Linked DNA regions of Sus scrofa: region 2 is linked to region 1. The links are chromatin contacts, called in public HiChIP or PLAC-seq maps. All regions are on one chromosome and are shown on one strand. Each heading gives the region's core, a stretch centred on a gene start, on an enhancer-like site or on the middle of the called end of the contact. The rest is flanking DNA. Distances are from core to core; before and after follow the strand shown. Region 1 has its middle 21 kb from the start of MIR101-2. Region 2 overlaps JAK1 (Janus kinase 1).

Region 1 (6,163 bases), core at 3,441-5,940:
CCTCCCAGATTAAATCCATCTCTCTCTCTCTCTCTCTCTCTCTCTCTCTCTCGCCTTTTTTTTTGTCTTTTTTGTCTTTTCAGGGCCGCACCCACGGCATATAGACATTCCCAGGCTAGGGGTCGAAATGGAGCTGTAGCTGCTGGCCTACACCACAGCCTCAGCAACACTGGATCCCCAACCCACCGAACAAGGCCAGGGATTGAACCCGAAACCTCATGGTCACCAGTCAGGTTCGTTAACCACTGAGCCACAACAGGAACTTCCTCTCCTTTTTTTTTTTTTTTTTTTTTTTGGCTGCAACTGTGACATATACAAGCTCCCAGGCCAGGGATCAAACCCATGCCACAGCAGCCACCTGAGCCATGGCAGTGAAAATAGCAGATCCTGAAACAATGAGGCCACTAGGGAACTCTTTTTTTTTTTTAGGGCTACACCCATGGCATATGGAAGTTCTCAGGCTAGGGGTCAAATTGGAGCTGCAGCTGCAGGCCAGCACCACAGCCATAGACAGCCACACCAGATTTGAGCCACATCTGCAACCTATCCTCAGCTTGCGGGAATGCCAGATCCTTAATCCACTGAGCCAGGCCAGGGATGGACCACTAGTCAGGTTCTTAACATGCTGAGCCATAACAGGAGCTCTGTAACTCCCTTTAAAAAAAAAAATTTTTTTTTTGGAGTTCCCGTTGTGGCACAGTGGTTAACGAATCCGACTAGGAACCATGAGGTCTCGGGTTCGATCCCTGCCCTTGCTCAGTGGGTTAAGGATCTGGCGTTGCCGTGAGCTGTGGTGTAGGTTGCAGACACAGCTCGGATCCCACGTTGCTGTGGCTCTGGTGTAGGCCGGTGGCTACAGCTCCGACTGGACCCCTAGCCTGGAAATCTCCATATGCCGCGGAAGCAGCCCAAGAAATAGCAAAAAGACAAAAAAAAAAAAAAAAAAAATTTTTTTTTAATAAATAAATGATTAATCCCTTATTTGAAGAGACAGAAGTCTCTGTGGCCCGTCAGATACAAGGGACATGTTACTGCCTGACCTCCAGGACTGCTCCATACAGACAAAGGTACCAATCTGGTTAATATTCTGTTCAAGCTCTGAGAGAGGGTGGGATGCCCTGGGGTCTCCGGGGGTACAAGACAGTGTAGATGTCCTGCAAGGGATGCTCTGGCCCAGAGACTACAGCCTTCCTCTTGCTGCTGCTCTGACTCTTGACCCATTCCGATGTTTCCTGCTCACCCCCCTTCCAAACGCTGCCTTCTTCATCCTGATAATGGCCCCCAATGTCATCACCTCTCGGTCACCTCGAACTTGTTCACCTTGCTGCTGCCATCACCACAGTCTCAGAGCAAGTCTGTCGCTTTTACATGACGATACTCACGGCTGCTCCATGGGTTAGTGGTCTGTGCTCAGAAGGGTCCCACATTTGTTCATGGCTCTGTCATCATCCTCTTGAAATTCTTAATAACTTTTATAACAAAGGAGCCCACTCTTTCATCTTGTATTGGCTCTCACAAATCACCTAACCGGTCCTGAAAATATTTCAAATAGCTTCCTGTCAAACCTCGCCATTCATTGGACTATTCTTTTTGTAGGACCTGATTGAGGGTTTTTCTGTTTTGTTTTGTTTGTTTTTTTGTCTTTTTGCCTTTTCTTGGGCCGCTCCCGAGGCATATGGAGGTTCCCAGGCTAGGGGTTGAATCAGAGCTGTAGCCACTGGCCTACACCACAGCCACAGCAACACCGGATCCAAGCTGCGTCTGTGACCTACACCACAGCTCACAGCAACGCCGGATCCTTAACCCACTGAGCAAGGCCAGGGATCGAACCTGCAACCTCATGGTTCCTAGTCGGATTCATTAACCACTGTGCCAGGACAGGAACTCCCTGACTGAGGTCTATTTAACCATCCTGGATGATCTTCCCTGAGTTTTATTCCCAGAACTCACCACAGACTCTACATATGACCTAGTCAGTGAGGAGTATAGGATACCTTGTTATAAGCAAGTTTGTACATATATTTGTAGTAATAGAAAGCAGTTATGTTTACGAGGTGAAAGGCATTATGTTAAGCACATTACATGTGTTATCTTCTGTAATCCTCATAACCACCCTTCTAATTAAGAGACAGACTTATCCTCTCTTTGCAGGTAAGAAAACTGTGGCTGAGGAGTTCCCATGTGGCACATCCAGTTCAGGATCCAGCATTGTCACTGCAGGGGCTCAAGTCACTGCTGTGGTGTGGATTTGATCCCTGGCTTAGGCTGTGGGTGTCTCCTAAGAAAACTGTGGCTGAGAGAGGTGGCATAACTTGCTTAAGACCATCCAGTTATAGGTGGCAGAGAACTTGAACCCAGGTCAGACAGGCTCTTTTACAGTGTGCTCTCCCGGGGCTTCTCCCCCCAAGTTTATTAGAGGCACTCACTGCTTAGGGGGCTATAGGCAGCCCACAGTGAGCTATATGATCGTATTGTCAACTGATTTTGCTCAGGGTGACTCGGCTGCAAAAGTCTTTGGATCTGACTGAGCTGCTCCCACATGGCTGTTTTCTTTTTTGGGTTCACACCCTCTGTCACATCCTTTCCACTAAGCTTAGCTCCTGTAGTAATCTCCAAAGGCTGCTGTAACAAATGATCACAAACTTAGTGCACTTAAGACAATACAAACTTATTATTCTACAGTTCTGGAAGTCAGATGTCTAAAATGGGCCTCACAGGGCTGTGACGAAGGAGTCGGCAGAGATGCATTTCTTCCGGAGGATCTGTTCCTTGCCTTTCCCTTTTCTAAAGGCTGCCTGCATTCCTTGGCTTGTGGCCACAACACTCCATCTTCTTCTGTCATCATGTCTCCTGCTCTGACCATGACCCTTCTGTCTCCCTCTTATAAGAGCCCTCTGAGGAGTTCCCTGGTGGTGCAGCAGGTTCAGTTTGTTTGTTTGCTTTTTAGGGCTGCACCTGCAGCATATAGGCTAGGGGTCAAACTGGAGCTGCAGCTGCCAGCCTAGGCCACAGCCACAGCAATGCGGGATCTGAGTCTCATCTGCCACCTACATTGCAGCGCACAGCAATGCTGGAAGGATCCTTAACCCACTGAGTGAGGCCAAGGATCGAACCCACGTCCTCATGGGTCCTAGTCTGGTTTGTTACTGCTGAGCCACGACAGGTCAACTCCTGTGACACAGGTTTGATCCCTGGCCCTGGAACTTCTGCATGCCTCGGGTGTGGCCAAAAAGAAAGAACCCTGTGAAATTATCATAGCATTTTTAATCAATTATAATTCAAGAAAACTTAAAAAAAAAAAAAGAACCCTCTGTTACACTGACCACCTGGATAATCCACAACAACCTCCTGATTTTATTTTATTTTTTATTTATTTATTTTTGTCTTTTTGCCATTTCTTGGGCCACTCCAGTAGCAATATGGAGATTCCCAGGCCAGGGGTCTAATCGGAGCTGTAGCCACCAGCCTATGCCAGAGCCACAGCAACATGGGATGCAAGCAGCGTCTCCAACCTACACCACAGTTCACGGCAACGCTGGATCCTTAACCCATGGACCAAGGCCAGGAATCAAACCCGCAACCTCATGGTTCCTAGACGGATTCCTTAACCACTGCACCACAACAGGAACTCCCAATCTCCTGATTTTAAGGTCAAGAGATTAATAGCCTTAGCCTCCCTTGCCATGTAACCTGACATAGTCACAGGTTCTAGGGATTAAGACATGGGGGATCTGGGTGGGGGGGAGTTGTTTCATCCACCACAGCCTCCCAATACACCACATAAACACACACACACACACACACCTGGTTTCTCATGTGACCTGGATTCCAGGTCCTTCCCCTTCCTGTGGATCCTGCTCATTTTCCTATGGATGCATTCTGGTTCTCTGTTCAGTTAATAACCATTTATAGAGCACCTATTGTGTGCCAGGCATTTTGCCAGGGGCAGGGGAGACCAAGATAAAAAGACATCATCCCTGCCCTGAAGGTGCTCACATTTTAGTGAAGCTGACAGAAAAATCATGAAAGACCAGCAAATATGCCAATTCTTGGGATGAAAGGGAGCACAGGTGGTGAAGGGGGCACTCAGAACTTGGGGTCTGGGGTAGGAAAGTTTATGCACAGATACAGCTTACTGCTCCTATTCCTTTCAAGATCCACAAAATCAAAACAGTAGGATTCATTAGGGAAAATGAGGATCTGGGGTCTGGTCTCAGGCATCGCTAACTTGTTGATGCCCAGTGAGTCCAGGCAGAGCTGTGTGGCCCAGAAGCCGAGACGCACAAGGGCACACAGAGCTGCCTCTGTGCTCCTGAGGGCCTTGCTTCAGTCTGGGAGCAGCGGCGGCCAGCAGGAATTACTCAGTACCGAGGTACGGGGGACCCCTGCCAAGTGGAACAAGCGCTCTACTGTCTCCCAGCGGGATGGGCTCTCCCAGAGGGGTGATCCTCTCACTTCCCCAGGAGCAGCCTGACTTAAGAGAAGGTCTTACTTTGAAAGGTGGAAAAGGAAAAAAATTGTTAGATAAAATATACAAAGACAGAGTTGAGTGCCTCTCTGCATCTCAAATGTGGAGTCTGAAGGAGGAGCCAGAACTTGTAAGCTTTTGATGATTTAATGTGTGTTTTAGATACCAGACCACCGCCCAGGACCCTGGATGTGCCTGGTGATTGACCTTTGTTCCGGCCTGATGGCCAATTTGTAACTGTTACCACTGGACACCTGAAGCTGTATGTTCCTGCCCATGGATGTTTCATAGGAACCAGCTGGCCTTGTTTCTAGCTCTATACTGAACCCTACTGTCTTCTTGCAGAAACACAAATATATGCGTACGTGTGTAAGTGTATTTTTTTCTCGTGTTCCTGTTTAACCTGCCTCACTATGACAAACCAGGGTTTCTTTCTTTTTTAAAAAAATTATTTATTTTTTTTGTCTTTTTGTCTTTTCTAGGGCCCCTCCCGCAGCCTATGGAGGTTCCCAGGCTAAGGGTCTAATCAGAGCTGTAGCCACCAGCAACACAGGATCCAAGCCGCGTCTGCCACCGACACCACAGCTCACGGCAACGCCGGATCCTTAACCCACTGAGTGAGGCTAGGGATCAAACCCTTAACCTCATGGTTCCTAGTTGGATTCATTAACCACTGAGCCACGACGGGAACTCTGGCAAACCAGGGTTTCTTATTTTAAAAAATAAGACACACACACACACACACACACACGAGGAAATTTCCTATTGGCACATGACCAGCATGTTTAGGTAAGACTGATTTCATGTTCAATCAGGCAACTTTGTGAAATCACTAGTATTTGTACAGAGCTTTATAGTTGGTCAAAGGTGTTCGTGGTCACTGAATTTTTTACAAAACACTGTCCTCGATGGGGATGGGGGTCCATTAAGCCTTAAGAACCTCTCATATCCAGAGTCCCTTCTGAATACATTGACTCAATGTGGACTTTTCATGTTTTCCTCTATTGAATAAAATACATTCTGTACTTCATCTACAAAGGACTAAACCCGGGACAAATGTACTCTTAGTCCTACCTGATTGTGGCCATCAGGCTCAGCCTGAATGTCTCCTGCAACATAAGCATCACTTCCCAAGGCATCTTTGCTTGGTTCTGCCAATGGCAGAAAGATATTTGTAGATTCCCCTAGCATGTCCACAAGAGGGCCTTGAGAGACACCGTCAAGGGGTTTGGTGTGGGCCCAGCACAGGTTTTCTATATTAGAAATAACCAGCCTTATATGTATGACCAGGTCACTTTGCTGCATAGCAGAAACTGACAGAACATTGGAGTTTCCTTCGTGGCTCAAGGGTTAACAAATGTGACTAGTACCCAGGAGGATGCGGGTTCAATCCCTGGCCTTGCTGGATGGGTTAACGACTCAGCATTGCCATGAGCTGTGGCGTAGGTCACAGACACGGCTTGGACCTGGCATTGCTGTGGCTGTGGCCGGCAGGTGCAGCACCAATTCGACCCCTAGCCTGGGCACCTCCACATGCCTTGAGTGCAGCCTTAAAAAGCAAAAAAAAAAAAAAAGAATAACAAGGGATCACACAGAAAATATGGCCTTTCCCCTCTAAACAATGCACAAGGCCTGCTATTTATCCCAGTCCTTGAAGTACTGGGACTAGGAGTTACCCTGTGGCTAAAGAAAATG
Region 2 (6,422 bases), core at 2,557-5,056, 120 kb before region 1:
AAATGAATATATTTAGAGCCTCTAATACAATGAGAGCCTTATTAAACACTCATTAATGATCAATTACCTTATCCTCGCCCGTTATTCCAATCCAGTACTTCTCTAAAGACCATCTCAAACGGTACCAACGGTCTGAAGCCTTGACTGTACAATAATCCCCTGCACTTTTATTTGTTGGTCTGTGTCATTATTTATTGATATGTCTCCTTAGCTAGGTTTAGAATAAAAATTTTTCTTGGTAACCGTTTCCTTCCTTCAGCCATCCATTATCTACTATAAAACACAAATAGGGATGGGGTGGGGCCTGAGCAGCAATCTCGATCTCTCAGGAGAAAGTCAAGTTCTTACATGAGGTCCTTCTGTCACTGACTGCCTTCCTATTCCCAGCACGTACCTAGCACAGGGCCTGGCACAGATTTAGAATCCAGATGTTTGTTGATAAAGAGTGGATTAAGTCAGAAGAAATAAGTTCTAAGAAGAATGGCAAAGATGACTAAAGTGATTAATAAAAAAGTAGCGCCATACAGAAACGTAAAAGTCACTGTGTTTGTAGCTGGTTCTAGGAAATCAAGTGCACTTTTAACCACAAAGAGGTGGTGTGGTGGAAAGGATAATCCTTGAAAGTTATTTCCAAGTCTGAAAAGGACTAAACTAGAAGACAGTGGCTTCAACTAACTGAACTATGATTTTAAATGGAATAAACTGGTGATGGAGGAGGAGCCCTTCGTAGCCACACAGGGATTAAATCTTGGTGGAGTCCTCTTCCTGCTGGCAGTGTGACACAGACTGGGTGAGTTCGAATCCTGCTTCTACCATAATCTACCTCCGGGCCTTAGACAAACCAGGAAACCCCTCTGGGCCCAGTTTTCCCCATCGTGAAACAAACGGGCAGAATGAACCATCACGAGTCTTCTGAAGGTCAACAGGATTGTTGAGGTATGTTCCTGCTTTCTGATTCACTAAGAGAGCAGCCACCAAGGGGATCCACCCAAGGCATACACACATCCAATACTGGCTACTATGTATCCTAGTATCCTACTGGTAGGAGAATTAAAAGAGTTTCAATTTCAGGGGCTTTCACACAAGTTCTAAAAGCTTTTTATAAATGCTAAGCTTTAAGACAGTTAAATGCAATGACTTTTAACCTGCAAACGGCTGAAGTCAAGAAAAATAAGTTGAACCATTCCCATTTCTATTATGATTCAATTTTTTAAAGTAACTCATAAATGTGTATGACTCACACATCAGAATATAATGAGATGTTCCTTTATCATTTCGTCTTCCGGTGCCAGTAATTCCACATTACAGGGTGCCGAAGCCCTTTAATAAGCGTGGCATGTGTTTCTGGCCACACTCCAAAACCCAGAACAGGAGCACTAGGGAAAAACCCAGTGAGGATTTCTGGGCTTTGGATTACAGAACATCTAGTCAGTTGCCCAAAATATGGCTCTCCTCACCTGTCCATGTACAGCCACCTAGACTTTTGACAACTGACACCATAACAACAATTATCCTTCAGGCTTATACAGCCCTTAGAAGTTTACAAACCACTTTCACATCCATTAATTTAGCTGATTCCCAGGGACCCATTCAGTGCTTAGTGCAGACATCGCTGTACTCATATCACAAAAGAAATGGGTTCAGAGAACGTAAACGACTTGCCAAGGGGTATCCAGCTAGCAAATGGTAAAGCGAGGATTGCAAACCTGGGATCTTCTCCCCAAACTGCTTTGTGATCTGGAGATAAGAAAATAACTGAAAAAGGAAAAAAAAAAAAAACAAAAACACCTTTTGGACCAAAAAAATGATTCTTGAACTTGCTTCTCCCTTTCTTATTTGTCCCCTTGGTAGTAGGTTGCTAGAGTTACCACTTCCGCCTATGGAAGTGTCAGCTAAAGAAAGCCAGTATGTTAAAATAAAATAATGCTGCCAGAGTTTGTGGCACAGCAGGTAAAAGTCCCACTGCAGTGGCTTGGGTCGCTGCTATGGCCCAAGTTCAGTCCCGGGCCCAGGAACTTTCACATGCTGTTGAGCTTTAAAAAAAAAAAAAAAAAAAAAAAAAAAAAAAAAACACAGCTACTAGCCATCACTTGTCCCTATCCCAACATCACCAATGAGTGGATCCTTCTATTTCCAAAAGGAACAAGAGGTGATGGAGCCAAAATTAGAACCAGGCCTAGTGACAGTTCTACAGCTAAATCCAATTCAGCCTGTTCCCATCACCTTTCCTTCCTGTCCCTTACAAAGTGGATCAGGAAAACCTTAGATGCCTAGACAGGCAGCAGAAGGGAAGGCCAGGATAGAAATCTCAGCAGTGAGAAGAAGGGCCACTGGATAGGAACTGAGACTGCCTACCCTCATGGGCTTGATACCAGATGTGCTCCCTCTTACATTCCCAGCTGGAAAAGACAATTGTTGAAATTTGCCCTCAGAACAGAAATTACCAGTTACCACAGAGCTGGAATCAACAGAGGCAAAGAGAGACTGAGAAACTGGCCTCAAATCACAGAGCTGCATAGGCAACATGGTGAAGCCTGGGACCTCCCATTTTCTCTCCACGTGTACACATTCAGACATTCGGCCGTCCTTCCTGAGAAACAGGGCTTAGAGTCCCTTCAGTGATAAAAATTCCCTCAGCATCCAAATGTGTTGCTGGCTTCCTTATTTGATTGTCTTTAAGAAGAAGAAAAAAATCCACTATTAAATTCCTCGCTAGTTAGCCAGACCATTCATATTTAAAAACAAGATTTTTTTCATTGACCTGACAGTTTCATTGGCAGCTAGAACTAACTTTACAATAGCTGGGGACATACAAATCCACTGTGTCTTTACCTTTAATTATACAATAAGAGCTGGAATCCCCTGTCAATTTATTCAGCCAAGCTTACAAGAAATCATAGTGAGGGAATTTCCAAAGCCAGACTAACATCAGCAGTAAAAATACACTCACCTAGGTCTCTCAGTTTACAAACACATTTTTAAAAGCAGACTAGTAACAATATAAACATCTCCCCTACCGTTTACCACTTCAAACATTTAATGATTTAGGTTTTTGGTTAACCATACTTGTCAAATGCTTTAAAGTTGCTAAATTACTAACTGGGCTAGACCTTTCTAACCATATTTCATTTAAATACAGTCATAGATTGCATGTCCAAAATGTAAAACAAATCTCCAAGTCTTGGACCAAATGAGATCTGCCTTATAATCTGGGTGAAAAATTTAATCGTGATCACCATCTCTAGAACAAAGATACAGAAGGGCATTAAGGAGTGGTTTGGGCATCTCTCAAATCCTGGGCACTTATGTCTGAGCTCAAGTTTCTGCATCTGTAATTCTAATTCCCTCTCATCTAATTGTTACCAAGGACCACGCACAGAGGAAATCATAAGAAGGTATTACATAAAAGATATTTATTAATTACAATGAATACAAATTTGACTACAAGCCAAGGCAACTGCTTGGGTGACAGTAGCATGGAGTTTCAGGGTAAGAAACAGCAACAGCTTTTTTATATTCTCCTCTCCCCCCTTTGAGGTCCACCCCAATCTAACCTCCTCCCCCTCCACCCACCTCCATCAACTCCAGCCTACAATGACTGACACTTTATTAAACGTTTTATAATGAGCACTTTATTAAACGTTTTATTATGTTTCCAGGATCACTACTCAGCTGGTCCTAACATCTATCTGTTAAAGACCTTAGGGGAAGAGTTCTGTTTCTCTAACTTCCCTAACTTTCAAAGTCTCATTACTCCTTCATTACTCAGGCTGATTATAAACTACAGAGACCACAAGTGATTACTCAATGCCATTTAACTAGAATTGAGGAAGCTTGAAAATGCAAAACTCACTCTTGAACAGTAACAGATAACTTTAACATTGTAAAAAAAAAAAAAAAAAAAAAAAAAAAAAAAACCATGTTTGACACTGCTCTGAAACTGCTTTAGTTCAGATCACATGGGGACACTCCCATTGGTTGGCTGTGGTGAATATGGTAAGAATTAGAGTCCCTTGGGCTACAATTCTCAGGCACAGAGTGCTGTAGACTAAACCACTATAACCACTTCACATCCACTCAGATACACCCATTTTCTAGAACTTCAAACCATCAGCTAAAAACAACTCTTCATTCAAACGAGCTTGGAATCAAAGCTACACATATCATGACTTAATACAGAGTCTGAACTCTCCCTATAGATTTCTCTGTACTAATTGATATGAAACCAATGCATCAGTCCAATGGTGCACAATGTCCTCCTCCCCACCCGCTTTTTTTTTGTTGTTGCTGTTGTCTTTTTAGGGCCACAACCACCGCATATGGAGGTTCCCAGGCTAGGGGTCTAATCGGAGCTGTTGCCACCAGCCTACGCCAGAGCCACAGCAATGCCAGATCCGAGCTGCGTCTGTGACCGACACCACAGCTCACGGCAACGCCAGATCCTTAACCCACTGAGCGAGGCCCAGGATCGAACCCGCAACCTCATAGTTCCTAGTTGGATTCGTTTCTGCTGTGCCACAAGGGGAACTCCCCCCTTTTTTAAATAAATACTTTGTATTGCTCCCTATACTTCCCTGAAATGAAAACCAAAAATACAAACTATTCACATGCAAAATTTTAAAATAATCAATATAATGTCCAAATTATAAATAAAGGAGAACTTAAAGAGATTTATAAGAATCTCTATTTTAATATGTAATTGCTCTGTCATGAGCACACCAGCAGATCTAATGAAGTAATCTAATACTTAGAGCAACAGTAGAAGAACCATGAAATAACTACAAATGCAGACAGATACTGGCACATTCTTCTTGGCTACACAAATACAAGCATACCAATACTAGTAACATGGTTTTTTGTAATGGTGGCCAGTTGATGATAAAGTTCCAAACAAAATAAAATAGTACACTATTTATATAGTGTAGTGTATCAATTTATTTAGTAACTGCATTCCTACAAAATTCAGGGTTTATCAAAATGATGCATAAGGAACTCCATGTAAAATGAAATTAAGTTCTAGGCTCATAAAGTTACAAACAGGTTTTTTCCCCCACAAGACTATCTGAATAGCGATTTGAAAGTCATGTAGGCTACAGAAAAATTCTTTGTTGCACAGTACTGTCCCTGTGCACATGAGAGGATTCTTAGTACTCCTGGCCATATCCTTTAAGTGCCAAAGATACCCACTCCACCACTATCAACAAAGCCCCACAGAAATCACTGAGCCAGCTATGTGCTGCTGCGAGACCAAGTGAAGGCTTACCATCTTTGTGTTTCATGTACTGACCATAGTAGAACTATCTTTAGCTCCTAAGTAAGTGCTCAGTAAGTCTGAGAAACTGGGTGGTAGTTCTTCTAAAACTCCTCCTCTATTCATTCTTAGGTAGCAGAAAAGCAGTCACTACTTTCAGGAAATAGAAAAGATGGCATCTATTGGACTGCAGTGTAAAACTGCAGACATTTCACTCACAATCAGAAACACTTTAAAGGATGCTATTGTTCCTGCCCCATAAGGACAGCCTAAGACTAGGACGGCAAGTACACATCATGGTATGATGTCCCTCTGAGCCTGGCAATGGCTTTAAACTCCATCTCAACATGGCTCCAATGAGTCCTGCCAACTATTTAGGCTTCCTAACCCCAGAAATATGGGAGAAGGCAATTAGCAGGCTCAAGCAGACTTCCTGGGGGTATTAGAGCCTTGCACAGCACGCAATCTCACAACATCCACTACTGTCATCTGAGCACTTACTATGTGCTTCAGGCACACAGTGCTACCTGCTTAGTTGACCCTCACATAACAACATGAGATGCTAAAATCTCTGCTTCACAGGAAGCTAAATGAGGCCCAAACCCAAGGCCCCAGATCAAAAGCCGGTAACTAATGGAGCCCGAATTCCAGCCCAGACCTATCTAGCTTCAAAGTCTGTGCTAGTTATTTGCTTGCAACCACCTATAAAACAAGCCGTCTAAAAGAGTCAGGTGATAAAGCTTCATACTTGAGTGGTACCTCTCTGCGTGGACCCAGGAGTGAGCAGGACCTCTAGGTGGAGAGCCAGACAGCATGTCAAATAAAAGCCAACACAAAAAATTCCTCTCTCACTTACTCAGCCAAAAGCCAGTATGAGACATGGGAGGAATCCCTAATTAGATCTGCAAACTAAGCTTCAGACACCAGGCCACCACATTCCCTGACACATAAAGAGCCAGACTTGGGGATGGCACTGAACCCTGCTGAATCCAAACTATCATCACTCTGCCTATACCTGTTCCTCCCTCCCTTCTCGGAGCAGCCAGTGCTGCTGCCTGCTACCCTACCTTTCAGCCTCTGAGCAGAGACGAGATCTCTGCTCCGCCAGCGGCTTGGAGGAAATGTCCCTCTTACCTGCGCTGCCTGTGCAGAGTTCTGTCCATCTTTCAAG

Evidence for each region. HiChIP or PLAC-seq counts read pairs in DNA pulled down with a chosen protein or histone mark.
Region 2: an H3K27ac HiChIP or PLAC-seq map of alveolar macrophages shows a contact between it and region 1. The contact joins two enhancer-like sites. A contact is called at or near these places in 1 of 47 Hi-C or Micro-C datasets (epiblast stem cells) and 1 of 2 datasets of contacts at active chromatin or transcription factors (alveolar macrophages).

The regions. Positions count from the first base shown.
Region 1 is chr6:147,349,033-147,355,195 of Sscrofa11.1, reverse strand. It overlaps a transcript of JAK1 not described here. Among named protein-coding and RNA genes, the nearest start is that of MIR101-2, 21 kb to the right of the region's middle. Within about 2 kb of position 4,690, at least 8 of the 83 cell types and tissues checked have an H3K27ac peak or open chromatin away from gene starts, as enhancers often do. A contact at or near this core is called in alveolar macrophages, where this site is marked.
Region 2 is chr6:147,465,590-147,472,011 of Sscrofa11.1, reverse strand. All of the region lies in intron 1 of JAK1 (Janus kinase 1), which reads right to left. Among named protein-coding and RNA genes, the nearest start is that of JAK1, 40 kb to the right of the region's middle. Within about 2 kb of position 3,806, at least 5 of the 83 cell types and tissues checked have an H3K27ac peak or open chromatin away from gene starts, as enhancers often do. A contact at or near this core is called in alveolar macrophages, where this site is marked.